Regions from separate parts of the Drosophila melanogaster genome. Here region 1 is linked to region 2. Evidence: chromatin contacts called from public HiChIP or PLAC-seq data. All regions are on one chromosome and are shown on one strand. Each heading gives the region's core, a stretch centred on a gene start, on an enhancer-like site or on the middle of the called end of the contact. The rest is flanking DNA. Distances are from core to core; before and after follow the strand shown. Region 1 holds the start of EndoA (Endophilin A). Region 2 holds the start of Epg5 (ectopic P-granules autophagy protein 5).

Evidence for each region. HiChIP or PLAC-seq counts read pairs in DNA pulled down with a chosen protein or histone mark.
Region 1: a contact with region 2 is called in an H3K27ac HiChIP or PLAC-seq map of the Kc167 cell line, with 3 times the contacts expected there. The contact joins the promoter of EndoA here to the promoter of Epg5 in region 2. A contact is called at or near these places in 21 of 107 Hi-C or Micro-C datasets (the D17-c3 cell line, the Kc167 cell line, the OSC cell line and 12 more) and 2 of 6 datasets of contacts at active chromatin or transcription factors (both in the Kc167 cell line).

Annotation. Positions count from the first base shown.
Region 1 is chr3R:18,904,070-18,911,056 of dm6, reverse strand. It overlaps EndoA (Endophilin A), which reads right to left and starts at 4,448. Exons shown (of 3, transcript NM_001275788.1): 1 at 4,037-4,448; 2 at 2,607-3,857; 3 at 302-2,551. The coding sequence starts at 3,790. The coding sequence ends at 2,681. CG14292 reads left to right here and starts at 5,402. Exons shown (of 2, transcript NM_142502.1): 1 at 5,402-5,504; 2 at 5,580-6,124. The coding sequence starts at 5,451. The coding sequence ends at 6,032. It overlaps Sgsh (N-sulfoglucosamine sulfohydrolase), which reads left to right. Exons shown (of 1, transcript NM_142503.5): 1 at 1-4.
Region 2 is chr3R:18,756,124-18,762,859 of dm6, reverse strand. Epg5 (ectopic P-granules autophagy protein 5) reads left to right here and starts at 3,987. Exons shown (of 15, transcript NM_142495.4): 1 at 3,987-4,119; 2 at 4,168-4,892; 3 at 4,947-5,232; 4 at 5,295-5,755; 5 at 5,814-6,041; 6 at 6,104-6,736. The coding sequence starts at 4,090. CG7720 reads left to right here. Exons shown (of 11, transcript NM_142496.4): 5 at 854-1,028; 6 at 1,123-1,258; 7 at 1,706-1,865; 8 at 1,943-2,161; 9 at 2,217-2,595; 10 at 2,662-2,804; 11 at 2,918-3,624. The coding sequence ends at 3,392.

The DNA.
Region 1 (6,987 bases), core at 3,199-5,698, 150 kb before region 2:
TTTCAATAATAAACTTTGTTTAACTTTGAAGCGAGCTGCTAATCTTTAAGCATGGCTAATAAAAAGATCAATGTTTTCAAAAGCAATGGTAATCATAAGAATTAAGCATTTGTTTAGAGTATGTACATATGTATGTTCTTTGAACAAATTTCCAAGTTTACATTAAGGGAAAACTTTAATTGCTTTTTACAAACAAACAGATAAAAATATATTGCCTTGATTTTCACCTGCGCAATGCCAAAAAAATAGCCAACAGAATTGGCAAAGAAAGAAGACTGAAGATTCCCCCACTGACTGAATTGGTTGCATCAGCCCAGACTGGCAAACACTCGTGTCCTGGCAGCATGACCTCACCCACTTTTTGGACTGGAGGCGTGGGCATCAGGGGTTGGATGCTGCGTCACGTTTCAATGTCATGCCCACTGGGTCAGTGGGATAGGGGAGGGGAGGGTGTGCTGGCGGCTGCCTGTGTCTGTGTGTGGAAAATCGAAAATTTCAATGCTTCTGTTGTAGTTTATTGGTGGCGCCTCCGGATTCCCACATCGCCCACCACCACCCATTCCCAGCAGCATTCGAGTCTCTGTGTTACACAACAGGCAGCACGTTTTATGGTTTTAAGGTCAGATGGGAAATATCAAAGAGTAAACGACGTTTGCTTGTTTTTTTTTTTGTTGTTTCTCAGTTATGACTTTGAACGAAAGACACATTAAAAATTAAATTTTATTAATTTTGGTTTGCATAAATTAGGGTCTTCAGTTTTAGCATAGTTATTATTATTATGTATATGCCTTGTAATATATATTATTCAAGTTACCGCCCACACAAAAATGCAAAATTACAATAATTATTGTTTGAAGTTCGGGCCCCGCTGCACGTGGGGCAAGTGTGTATCGCGTGGAAAGATAGTCTCCAGGCGATGGGTGGATCCTCCCCAGATGGGGTATCCTCTGGAAATGTTCGCACTGGCAGTCTGTCCGTCCACGAGGCAAATGTTTCATCTTCGCACTCGAATATATAATTCTGTTAAATGTTTTCTTGGCATTTAACAAATTTATTATCAACACAAGTTGCATGGCTTTCAATTCAATGGTTTTCTTCATACGTAAATATATATGTATCTTGTGTATATCATTCCTAAACGTACGAGTATATATATGTATATACATTCGTATGTATATCGTGCATAGCTGTATGCCAACATGAGACTATTTTGAATCATTTTATCGGTTTGCCGTCGAATGTTTATTATTATCTCGTTAAATATATAAATATTTGATCTAGAGTTGCGGTTGGTAAACGCGTTAGTAGGTTCGTAAGTGTTGCTATGCTTCGATTGACTTGACTGGATTTTGCTTACGTTTAAAGTTATTATTATCAACATTTTTGTGGAAATCGTTTAACTAGTATTATGCTTGTTGGTTGGTATTGTTTAGGAGGATTCTGTTACATTTACTTGCCGCTAGTACTTTTTATCTGTTATCATCGTTTAAATATTCATTATATTGTTTACGTTGCTGCTCAGTATAATTTATAATAAATACATAATAATAAATATACATGTAGATAATACGCTTAATAAATATATTTATACATATATTTGATTTCATTTAATATATATATATATAGTTGTTATGTATATAATTAACAAACAAAAAAAACAACACACATAAAAAGGAGCAAAAAGTAGGATACAAATTTCGCTTGTTTCATCCTCGAAAAATTGAATTGAATTATTCTTTACATTGAACAACGAACATCAAGAACGGTATTCCGTATGCCTTTTAGAATAGAGTGTGGGGAGTATTGTTTTTGCACAAATATACGTAGGTAGAGTAGGTATATGTAGGTATTTTCGGGTATATAATAAATATGTATATGCATGTGGGCGGGCGTATGGTGTGGATACGTAGCTTTAGCCTATAAAGGGACATTTGCATAGAGAGCGCATTGGCGTAGGTTGGTTTAAATTACAACGATGAGACCGGATAAAAAGACCTCCGAAAACTGGAGGCTAGAAGAACTCAGGTGGAAAGACAAAAGAGACGCGCCTCCATGGGCGTGATTAAGATTACACGGGTAATTTAGTTAATTAGCTAGAGTGTTTTTCTGTTTGCTTCTGCCGCCGGACCAACTGTTCTAATACGTGATCGATCTATTGTGTGAAGTAGTACTAAATGTTCGCAACTTGCAACGAACAACAAAGCTGACGTTTGAGAATCAAAGGTAAAAACGCAAGGAAGTGGCATTGCGCGCGTAACGTCTTGTAAATTTAGTTAGTTAATACGTACATTAATTTAACTCGTAGTTAATTTGTTAATTATTGTGTTGCCAACTGGTATAATTTTGCACATAAAATTTAGTTAGCTTGCTCTATGGCCACCATGAATTTAGCCTGCTGTGTGCTGCTAGCTAAGCCGTATCGTAATATCCGTAATCGTAGTAACCCGCTCATCTAATTCAACTATATATATATATTTGCATTTATGTGCTGCTGCTGCTGCTTCTGCTGCTCCTGCTTCTGCATCGGCTTGGGCTGCCCAATTTCGCGCCTCTGGTGGCGAAACCAACAATTAAGGTTATTGTTCTCCAATCAGCGATCTACGTACGTCTTCAGCCAGTTTGATAGGATGGGATTGGTTTAGGGATCGGGATTAATACGAGGAACAGGATGAGGAATAGCCTAGTTGCCATTGGGCAGGGGCACCTGCACCTGAACATACGACTGCGGGAAGTAACCGGTGCGGCCATTCACCGCGCCCTCGAACCAATTGTCGTCGACGCGATTCAACAGGGTGATAATGTCGTTCTCCTTGAAGGCCAGTTCGCCGGGATTCTCCGGCTCGAAGTCGTAGAGGGCCTGGCAGCAGGGCTGCTGCTGGCGCTGCGGCGTTACGGCCATCGACTTGGCGGGCGAACGCATCGGCGAGGGCAACGGCGAGGCGCTCGAACTAATGTGAGACGGCGTGCCATCTTCGTTGAGGCCGCCGCCACCGCCGTCCAAGTTCAGATCGAGCAGCGTCTTGGGCACGAACTCGTTGCGTGGCCGGCTCTCCGCCTCGGAGCGCTTCTCCTGCAGTGTCTCCTGCAGGCCTCGAAGGACATCCGCGCATTGCGAATGAAAATCGTATAGTGCCTCGGCAAAGGTGACCAGCTGGGAGACATGCTCCGTATCGTTCTCGAGCAAATTGAACATGCCCACCTGGGCCAGCTGGAGCGATTCACCGAACTTGTCCTCGGCACCACGAATCTCATCGTCCTTGGCCTGTCGGCGACGCTTGCAGTCAAAGTCTAGCCGCCGGCCCTGCAGCTTCTTGCGATGATGCATTACCTCCTTGAGGTCTTTGGTCTGCATATGATGCAGTGGCTCCAAAAAGTTCTGCTTGATGTTGTCGTCCAGCGAATACTTGACGTCGGCCATCTGTTTCAGCGCTTCGCCGAATTCGACGAGCGCCTGCGCGAACACGCTGTTGTCCTCGCCGAGCTTCTTCCCATAAGTCAGCATGCATTCCGCGAGCAGGCCCTCCGGTTGCGGATACGTATTGGACTTGGCCTGTCCGGACAGCTTCGAGATGCCCTTGACCGCTGCCATTTTGGCCCGTGCCGTTGGATTCGGCTGCAGGAACTCCTTCGTCTTTAGCTGCAGCTCCTCCACTAGCTCCACGGTGACGTCCGTCTTGCGTTCCATCTCCATGAAGTCCATGTCCAGTTTGGTGCCCTCGGCACCGCCCATCTTCTCCGTCATATACTGGTTGGCCTTGTTGATCTGCTTTTTGAGTCCGGCGAAAGCCATGGCTGCTGCTGTCTCTTCTGGTTTTCTTCCTCTGATTAAATTGGTCTTGGGGCGCTCGACGCAGTTGCTGTGAACGGGTTGGTTGGGTTAGTCGAGACTCGATTTCAAATTCAATGTCAATATCATCAAGTCAACAATTTCATCAATGGACTGGATGGCTGCCTCACTGACTGCCCGACTGCCTGGCTGGCTGGCTGGCTGGCTGAGTGTGTCTATTTTTAAAACGTTTACGTTTGGAAGACTTACGCGTACTGCACTTTTCTCCGTTCCTTCTCCGCTGGGGGTGCTACTTTCCGGGGCTCTTCTGCTCGCTCAGTGGAGGCTGCGAGTCGGGAAACTCGAATTGGCTTGGTGAACTGTAGCCCGAGTTCGAGTTCTACTTTTGCTGACCACTACTGCGGGCACTTTCACTCGCTTCGCTTGCTCTGCACGTTCTGCCCCGTTTTTTTTTTTGTTGCTCTGCTCGTAATCTTCGATTTTTTCCAGAACCTTGGGCTGCGTAATGTTTGAAGGACCGTGAGTCGTTACTACTACTACTGGTCGCGCACAGGGGGCGGGGGCTGTGGGGTCGCGTTTTCCTCTCGGCTCGCAAAAATCAATATCTTGACTGTGTACAACAATTTTCAACGGCACTAAGCCACTGGAGCTGCGGGACTATCGATAATTCTGTTAAAAAACATTCAGTGTGACCGGTGGTTCGTAAAATACCAAAATCATTCGCATACAACAACGGACATACACGGGATACGCTCATCTCTAGGCATATGTTAAAGATGTGAGGTACAACTTAACATTTTCATTTAATTTCTTTGCAGGGGGGTATTAGATAGTTATATATATATATCAAAACAATATTAAAAATTAAAGTAATATATATATTTTATATTAAGAAGCCAGAAGCACATAAACAGTTAACATAATATCTTACATTTAATATCTAATACTTATAATGTTAATGCATTATAAATTTGAATTTGAAATCTATGTTGATTGGCAGAATTATTAGACTAGAATAAATATGGTCGGTCCCACTGTCGGTCTCTGTATTTGCTCTGTCCTTGTACATGCTGTTAATCGAATAGCTGTTAGATTAGAATAACAGTTTGGCGCGTAAAATTCTAACATTACAATACATAAATATATTATATTGATAGAAAACGTACTCAGCAAAAATAAAGCTGTATAACTGCTGATGAATGTTACGCTAAGATAAAAATGGAATGACTCAGAATGGATAAGAAAATATCATGTTTATCCTGTTTACCAAAATAACTGTGCGCAAAATAACCAGTAGCACAGCAGTCAATTTTATCTTTCTAGAAGGTGGCAAATATATCCCAGGCAAAAATTAAACCCCATTTGCATCGTAAAAACCAGTGACGTTCACAGCATGAAGTAGCAATTTTACCACCTTTTTTTTTTTTATATATTCTGGCTCTATCTGAACAGATAACCCCCGAGAGGTACTTAGCACCACCGAACAAACAATGAACATGTAAATCAGTTCAATCGCAGTAGTAATAGTTGAGATATCAGAGATAAGATCTCCCTGCCGTGTTTTTAATGGCGTATAAAAGCCGCAAGCCGTTGTGCTTTTGGCAATTAGTCTAGACGAAACCCAACGACTGAGAACCAAGTGAACTCAGATAAATTAAAAGAAATGAAATTCGCAATTGTTCTACTGGCGGCCAGCATTGCCTGCATCAGTGCACAGGTGAGGAGTTGTGGATATGGGCCCCCCCATTAAGTGGATTATTATGTAACCGAATTATCATAATTTACTCGTAAGGGCCCTGGAGCTACTGTTGGAAATCCCCTTGCCGGAAATCCCTTTGCCGCCGCCAATCCGTATGCGGCTGCCTTTAATCCCTTCCTAAATGGAATTTTCGGAGGTGCTGGCACAGGAGCTGCCGCCGGTGTAGCCGCTCCCGTGGCACCGTCTGCTCCCTTTGGAGGCGCCTCGATTTCCTCATTCTTCCAGTCGATAGTCCTGCAACGCGAAGCCGAGCGTCTGCTCTCCCAGCCTGACTTTCCCGCCGACCTGGCGGAGCGCGTCCTGGATGTGGTGGCCACCTCGGAGGAGTCGATCAGTGGCTGCAACAACGCCACTTTGCCCTGGCTGCAGATACGCTGTGTCAAGCCTCTGCTGACCACGGCCAAGAACCAGCTGAAGGCCATCGATGACGAGTGGCAGGCCCGTTTGGCCGCCACCGCCAGTCCCACAGGAGCAGCTGCTGCCTAGGATTCTAGTCCTGTCCTCCGGCTGCCTTAGTGTCCAATACTTCCTAGCTTAGCAATCGACCAACATAGATGCAATAAAATTTAAATAAGCCTAATGCCGGAATTTCCTATGCTGGTTTAAGGGGTGCAAAGGTGTGTGTGTGTGTGTGTGTGGTAAGGGGGGGAGGGGGGGGGAGGCCAAAGGACTCCTGACCTAGGACATGCTTTGATGTGGCCGGCCGAGCTTTGCATTCCGCTGCTTTATTAAATTTCCCATCGGGAATTACAAATTTTGGCGTTTGCCTTCTTGACGCTTTTCGGGGCGCAAATACTTGGCTGCTCACGTCACCGTCACGAAAATCCTGGTTCGACCTCGACTAAAAGGATGCTTATGCTTTGGAAAGTTAGTGTTGTCATTATGGGGGAAATATGCTAACTTAAGTTCTAAGCAAATAATTTTTATAAATTAATAGTTTTAATATGCTAACTTGCAGGATTAAAAAAGTTACTATAGCTTAGCTTTAAGTAGCTTAATCCAATAATACCAAAATTAAGCTAAATCGTAATATTTCATTAAAAAATATATGCAACTGAAGTGACTTAATTTTCAGTGAAATATATAATGGCCAAGTCGTCATCACTTCGACGCACACTTGAATCGTTTTGGCCATCGCATGGAACTTGACGCATTTTGGTCAAATATTTGTACTGAGTTCCTCTGCTTTGTTTCCCTGACCTCCCTGGCCCAGCTCATTTTGCGGGGTTATGACAGCCCTTTTATGCACTTTTCCATTGGCGCCATCAATTGTTTCCAGTGCATGATTTGCTTCTCAATTGGAGCCCTTTGAGTTGAGGGTCGGGAGTCAGCTCGCTTGAGTTGCGTCCAGTTGCGGCGGCAATGTTGATTTATGTGCCAGTGCAGCTCCAATTATCCAATGTCCTCACTCAAATTGCCGGCCATCCTGCCCTTCGATTCG
Region 2 (6,736 bases), core at 2,738-5,237:
ATCGCATTTGCCGAGCGAATGTGATTAACGATTATTTCATTAATCTCTTAAAGAGAATGCAATTATTGTTAAAAACAAAAAAAAAACGAAATCATAAAAGCCAACACAAGCTATAAAGCTGAATATTCCTGGCAAAATACAACCACTTCATGCTTTAAAATTCCCAGCGTCTAACCGCCTTTTATAACAATTTAATAGCTTCGGAACGGACTGTTAACTTTATGCGCCAACTAGTGGCTTAAAGCTCAGGATGCCAATCAAAGGATTACGGACGCAAAGCCATTTATTTATTAAGAGCCATGCCGTGCCCGCTGGATGCGTGTGCGCAGGCACTTCAGACATTCGACCATGGCCACATAACGCACACTAAACGATCATTAGGTGGACCCCCAAAGCAGTGACCCCCCCCCCACCTCCTCACCCATCTTGTCGCACATTTCGCATCAAATTAACACACAAATTTTTACAACCTAGTCCATAAAAGCGCTGGTCTGAACTATAAAAACAATCAAAACGAGTTACAGAGCCGCCAATTTTCTTAGGTTTTTCTCGTCCATGTCGTAAACTCGACCCGCCCGTTGCTCCCGATTCCACATAGCTTCTTTACAGCGGTAGTAAATCATAAAAAAAAGGGGGCTAGAGCAATAATGAAAAACAAGAAATGCCACCCGAGCAGGGGACACACATTAAAAGTTAAAAAAAAAAATATATATATATATAGAACAAGCAAAAAAAAAAAACGGATGGAGCTGCTTAAATTTAGTAGTACGATGCACTCACCTGCTCCTGTTTTCGTCCATATTCTTATTCTTCATTCTTATCCTTATCCATTGCTTTTCCTTTCGTTTTCTAGGTTCAAGAGCCGCACGGTGAGATGCCTGGCATCGGCGACATATATCGTGCGGCAGATCTGCAACCTTGGCATCACCGTGTACACTCCCAGCGTGGCCCTCTCGACGGTGATTGGCATACCCTACTGGGCCTCCATTACGGGCATGGCCGTCATTTGCATATTCTTCACCATTATGGTACGTACTGTGCTCATCGCTGTGCCACGGGAATGCCAGCGATTTAATGATGAAAATATTTAAATTCCTCTTCACCCTTGTTCCAACTCATTAGGGCGGCCTGAAGGCGGCTATCAACGCGGACGTCATCCAGACAGTGACCATTCTGGTTGTCACTGTGGCGGTTTGTATCCAGGGAACTATCTCTACGGGCGGCGTGAAGAAGGTTTACCAACTAAATCGGGACAATGGTAAGCAGTGGCAGTGGGTGTGGGATTTGTTTCGATTGATCATGGCAGCTTATTAGCCAGCTGCCAGGATGTGTGCGTGTGTGTGTGTGTGTGTGTGTATAGTGCTGACGAATGATGACTATTAAAATGGCATCCATTGTGGATTGCCGTTCGCTTTGCTTCTGTTCCTGCGTCGGCTCATTATGCACATAAATGATGATGATAAAAGTGTCATAAAACAGCGGCATCCGAATCCGAGGTGGGAAGGAGGAAATGGCAGCCTCGCATGACGACAGTAATAAATGTGTGTCGGCGGAGCGTTTGTCACTCGAGTTTGAGTTGTTGGCTGTCATTGTGCGGCAATCGTAGGGCTCCTGGGAATCCCTTCACGTGCTCCTCCTCTAACGGCAGCTCAATCTTTTTCCCGCCATAAACATGCACTAAGGACTTCGTTCCTTCTATTTTCAGGACGTCTCAACTTTTGGAACTTCACGGGCGATATGACTGTCAGAGTGGATACCACATCGGCTTGGCTGGGCCAACTGTTCATGTCCCTCTCCCAGATCGGCTGTCAGCAGAACTTTATGCAGCGTTATGTCAGCCTCAAGTCGCTCAAGCAAGTGCGTCGGTAAGTGACTATCTTCGGCGAACCACCTATTAACGAAAATCTATTAATTAATTAAAAAATCTTATCTGATTTTGCAGAGTTATGCTGACCAATGTGCCTTTGGTCTTCTTCTTCTTTTCCATCTCCTGGATCTCTGGCATGGTCATCTATTCCACGTACATCAACTGCGATCCCTACGCCGAGGGCTACATTAAGAAACCCGATGAGATTCTGCCATTCTTTGTGGAGGATCAGCTCGGTTTTCTGCCCGGTTTCGTGGGCATTTTCATGGCCACTCTGTTCAATGGCGCCCTTTGGTAAATAGCTCACATTCTCACAAAGTTCTTTCACTAATCCAAGCTAACATTCCAGCATGATGGTGTCGAATCTGAATTCATTGGCAACGGTTATTTGGGAGGACTTCATCTCACAGTTGCCGAAATTCAAGGGACTCTCCGACAAACAGCAGCTACGAATTCTGAAGTCGATCACTGTCGTCTGTGGACTGATTATTATGGGCGTGGCCTTTGGAGTTGGTCTGCTGGCGGGCGTTATTGAGTCCTCGCTGCTGGTGTTCTCGGCCACATCGGGTCCTTTGTTGGGTTGCTTCATCCTGGCCATGATGGTTCCGATTGCGAATTGGAAGGGCACCTCCGCCGGCATGGTCACCGCCTGCGCCTTTGTGCTTTGGATCATTGGCGGTGGCATGACCGTTACCAAGGACAATCCCCTGCTGCCCACCTCCACAGATGTGGGTTTTTAAAGCATTTCCGTTTTAAGCTTGATGCCTAATACTTTGCTTCTTTACAAAATGTAGGGCTGCACCAACGATACCTTCGCGCAGTCCATTGGCAAGCCCATCGTGGAACAGGGACAGATGCCCTGGCTGTTGTCGCACACGCCTATTGATGGTTTCAACCAGAGCTTTGTGCCCACACAGCCCACAATTGCACCTGAAAGGTGAGATAATTTAATTATTCTAAAAGTATTGCGTAAGATAGTACGTCACCTGGTGAAAATGTGCACTAGAACTTTGTTATCCTGATATTAATGTACGCTTAATTCCAATGCAGATCCGGACTGGAGACCTTCTACTCGATCAGCTTCATGTACTACAGTTTAATTGGCACGGCACTGACCGTGATCATTGGCACAGTGATCAGCTTGCTGACTCAGCATCCGGATGACGCCTACGACGGCAAGCTGCTGCATCCGTTGATCTTTCGGCTGTGCGAGCGTTTCTCCGGCCGAAAGCCGTACTACGTGAAGCACGAGGAGGAGTCCGGACTGAATGGGCGGAGCAGCAGTGACTCCTCGGCCACGACAACCACATGCAAGGCGGAGAAGGTGAATCACGGCTACGAGTCCTCGCCGGAGGACAAGGAGAAGAGCAGTCCCATCGCCGTGGTATTCACCACCTCCGAGGGAACGGGATCAGCAGGGGATCAGCAGTCGATATGCGACAGCAGTAGGATCCAATTGGACATTGTGCCGGGCGAGGGCGAAACGGGAGTGTATCGCCAACTGGCCGGGCGATCTGCGCTCTGAGGGTTAACTATGTTGCATACGTAGATAGTCTGACCCTAAAACTTAGTCCGTAGTACGTAAGCTAAGCCGTAGAATAGAGCAAGTTAGTTAGCCAAGTGTTTCATGTCTATAAAGATGCTGTGATTTTCTGTGCGCGACTGTTGTTGAGCAATTGCTCGCGCATTTCATTCGCATGTACTTAACGCATATGTGTGTGCGTGTCAGCATGCAATAAATAAAGACAAATAAACGTATTTTTTATAAAAAACAAACACAAAGAATTACATTTCTAACGTCAATTTTTACTTTTCGCGCGCTGAAACTTTCTAAACTTGGCCAGTGCTGCCCATCAAATTGGTCTATCGATAACTGCGATGACCAGGGCAACGAGAGTGCAGCGTGAGTCACGACTGTTACGTGACGTAAGTTAAGCGGGGAATGAAGTGGATTTGTAATTAGATATCCAAAGTATAAGCATGAATATAAAAATATAAAATAAGCTGTTTAGGTATTTTACCAAGCATTGTATTTGACATAAACATGAATTTTAAAGCAGCTTTATTTACTCGTGAGCCATCGTGACTGCTCCCAGCTGTTCTCCGGTTTCTCCCATCACTATTATATTTATGGGTCTTTTTGTTTGGCGTTTTTGCGGCCCCCCAAAGAATGCGAAAATAAAACGCAAAAAGTCTGATCCCTAAGCAATCAAACGTACAACATGGCCACGTTGGAGAAGCCCAAAAAGGAGGTGAGTCGTGGGCAGTAAAAAGTAACGAACCTAATAATGAAATTGCAGAAGAGCAAAAAGTCTCGCAACAGAGTGCCGATCGAAAAAGAGGAAGAGGAACCTGCTGAGTTATCAACAAGTGAAGAACAAAGACCAGCGGAGAATGTGTCTCTGTTGGAGGAATTCGAGCGCGTTGCGACCTTGGCCAGCAGTTCCAGTGGCGAGGCAATCATAAGCCACGAGTGCTGCATTTCCAGCGATGTAGGAGTAACGTCGCAAGAGCCAGAAGGAACACAGGAACCCACAGAAACGGAGGCCCAACCCAGTGCTCCAAGTGCCCCGCCCTCGACGACCGTTCACGTCGTTCAGTATCCCAACCTGCAGCCCATGCAGCTGTCCAACGCCCAAGTGGAGGAGCATTCCGCTAAGATCGTGTACCGACAGGCGGAGTCGCCCACCGGTTTCGCGCTAGCCAGGAGTCACATTAAGCTATTGAGCACGGAGGAACTGCGGCAAATTTACGATTGTCCCGAGCTGGAGCTGGCCAAGCAATTTGAGTTGGAGTTTCTAATGAACTCATTGCTGGAGACCAGCGAGGCGGATCCCCTGTATGCGGCTGTTATGGAATACTATGAACTGCAGGGAAAGATCACCTCCAATCTGCACGATGTAGAGAAGCTGCGCAAGGGCTGCGCCGAGTCCCAAAAACAAATCTGGGTCCGACAGCCAGTTACACGCACTTTCAGTGGAACCTGCGGCGATGGCAATGTGGTCCAGGAATGCGTCACCTACGAGTGAGTCAAGTCTTACCTCCATCATGGAATTGCTTACCGAAATGTCTTTTCCAGTGTGATACAGGTGGATCCCATTAAACTAGAAGTGGCCAAGACGTCTTTAACTGGCCTATATGACCTGGTGTGCCACGCGTATACGAATAACTCGATTACAGCCAAGATAACCAAAGTAAAGGTTGACCAAATCATCAATGATCTGCTGACCTATCCCAATTTGGATGGCCATTCGGTGGTTTCATTACATCACACACAATCTGGAGAGGCACTGCAGTGCGTTTCCCAACTAAGGCGAGCTATATCCATACTTTTCAGCTTCGTTCGCAGACCCAGTCCAAATGCAGTAAATCAATACTTTAAAGTTAAGAGTGAGAGAACATATCTAATATCTTTTTACCCTCTCAGAATTTCGACAAAGACCTCAAGGAATGGCTGCGCAAGCTGATTGCTCTGCAATTGTTGCTGGCAACGAGAGAGGATCACTGGTTCCTTCTATTTAACATCCTGCGCTGTCCCAATGGAGTCGGCTCCTGGGCTGCCCAATTCCTGCAACTGCCGGGAACGCGAGCAGTGCGCCGTGGTTCCCAACAGAACGAACTGCCACTTGACCTAAACTCGCCCGAACTTAACCACTGCATGGCTGTGCTGCAGATTTTGCTGATGCCCGTGAAAAAACGAAACGAATATCTCAAGAGTCAGGCTCAAGCTCACCGCGAACTTTCCGATACGCCGGGAGCCACTGATCGCTGGATAGTGGTGGATTCCGATGGCGAGGACTCGCACACACCCGCCGGCGAATGCGTAGGTCTGAAGGAAAGTGACCTGGTCGCCCTGCTCAACCAGATGCCTTTCGAGAAGATCTTTACGTGAGTTCGATTGTCTGCATGTGTAATTTGATTAGGTTCTAAAAAATCTAATCCTTAGCTCGGCCCTGCGCATTGAAAAATTTCTAGACGACTACATTATCGAACCGGATATGATCACGGCCCAGCAAATGCTCGCCGTGGTAGTGTTTTTTTCCCAACTGGTCAAGACAATCGGTGAAGGATTGCTGACCTACAATAACGAGCGATATAAGCAGCTGGCCAAACGACTTGGTCGTCTGGTCCGACATACTCTGCAATACGTGTTTGATTACAACGAACTGTTCATGTGAGTAGAGTAGATCACCTAATGTTAATTTATTATTTCTTATCTACTTAATTACCGCGCAGTAACAACAACCTTTATAAATCCTCCGAGATGTACGAGCGCATCCAAGTGGAATTACAAGCCCTACTTGTACGTGCTTGTGGCTACATCTACCGCACCCGAAACCTGGGCACATGGCAATACTTTTCCACGCTGCCCTTCGGCACCTTGGATGCAGAGGTTATCTGGCACTTGTTTTACTATCTAAATGTGGGTTTCCCCACGGATTTGGCCAACGATTTAGTGAGCAATGCGGAAGCAGCCTTTCAAGCGGAAGATTTCTGGCGGAAATTCGATCTAGCGAATGCCGATGTGGCGCCCGAGGATATGTACTACCTTCTGCAGACATTCTTTGAGATGGCCAATGAACGAAATCGATCTAAGGATGGAAGTCTCGTCAAGGCAATCTGCCTACACATCTTCCACATTGGATATATACATAAGTCTACGAGGGAAATTTGCTATAAAACTGCGCGTGATATGCTGGCCAACTTAATGGATGAGGATCTCTTTGGTTGTGTGTTGGTGCAGCTGAAGATGCGATACGGAGAAGTAGATCAAGCGGCTTATCTTTTCAAAGCTCTGCCTCTAGAAAACTGGCACCCCAGCATGGATACCTTTGAGGTGCTCTCTAACTGGCTCCTTCATTTTGACTA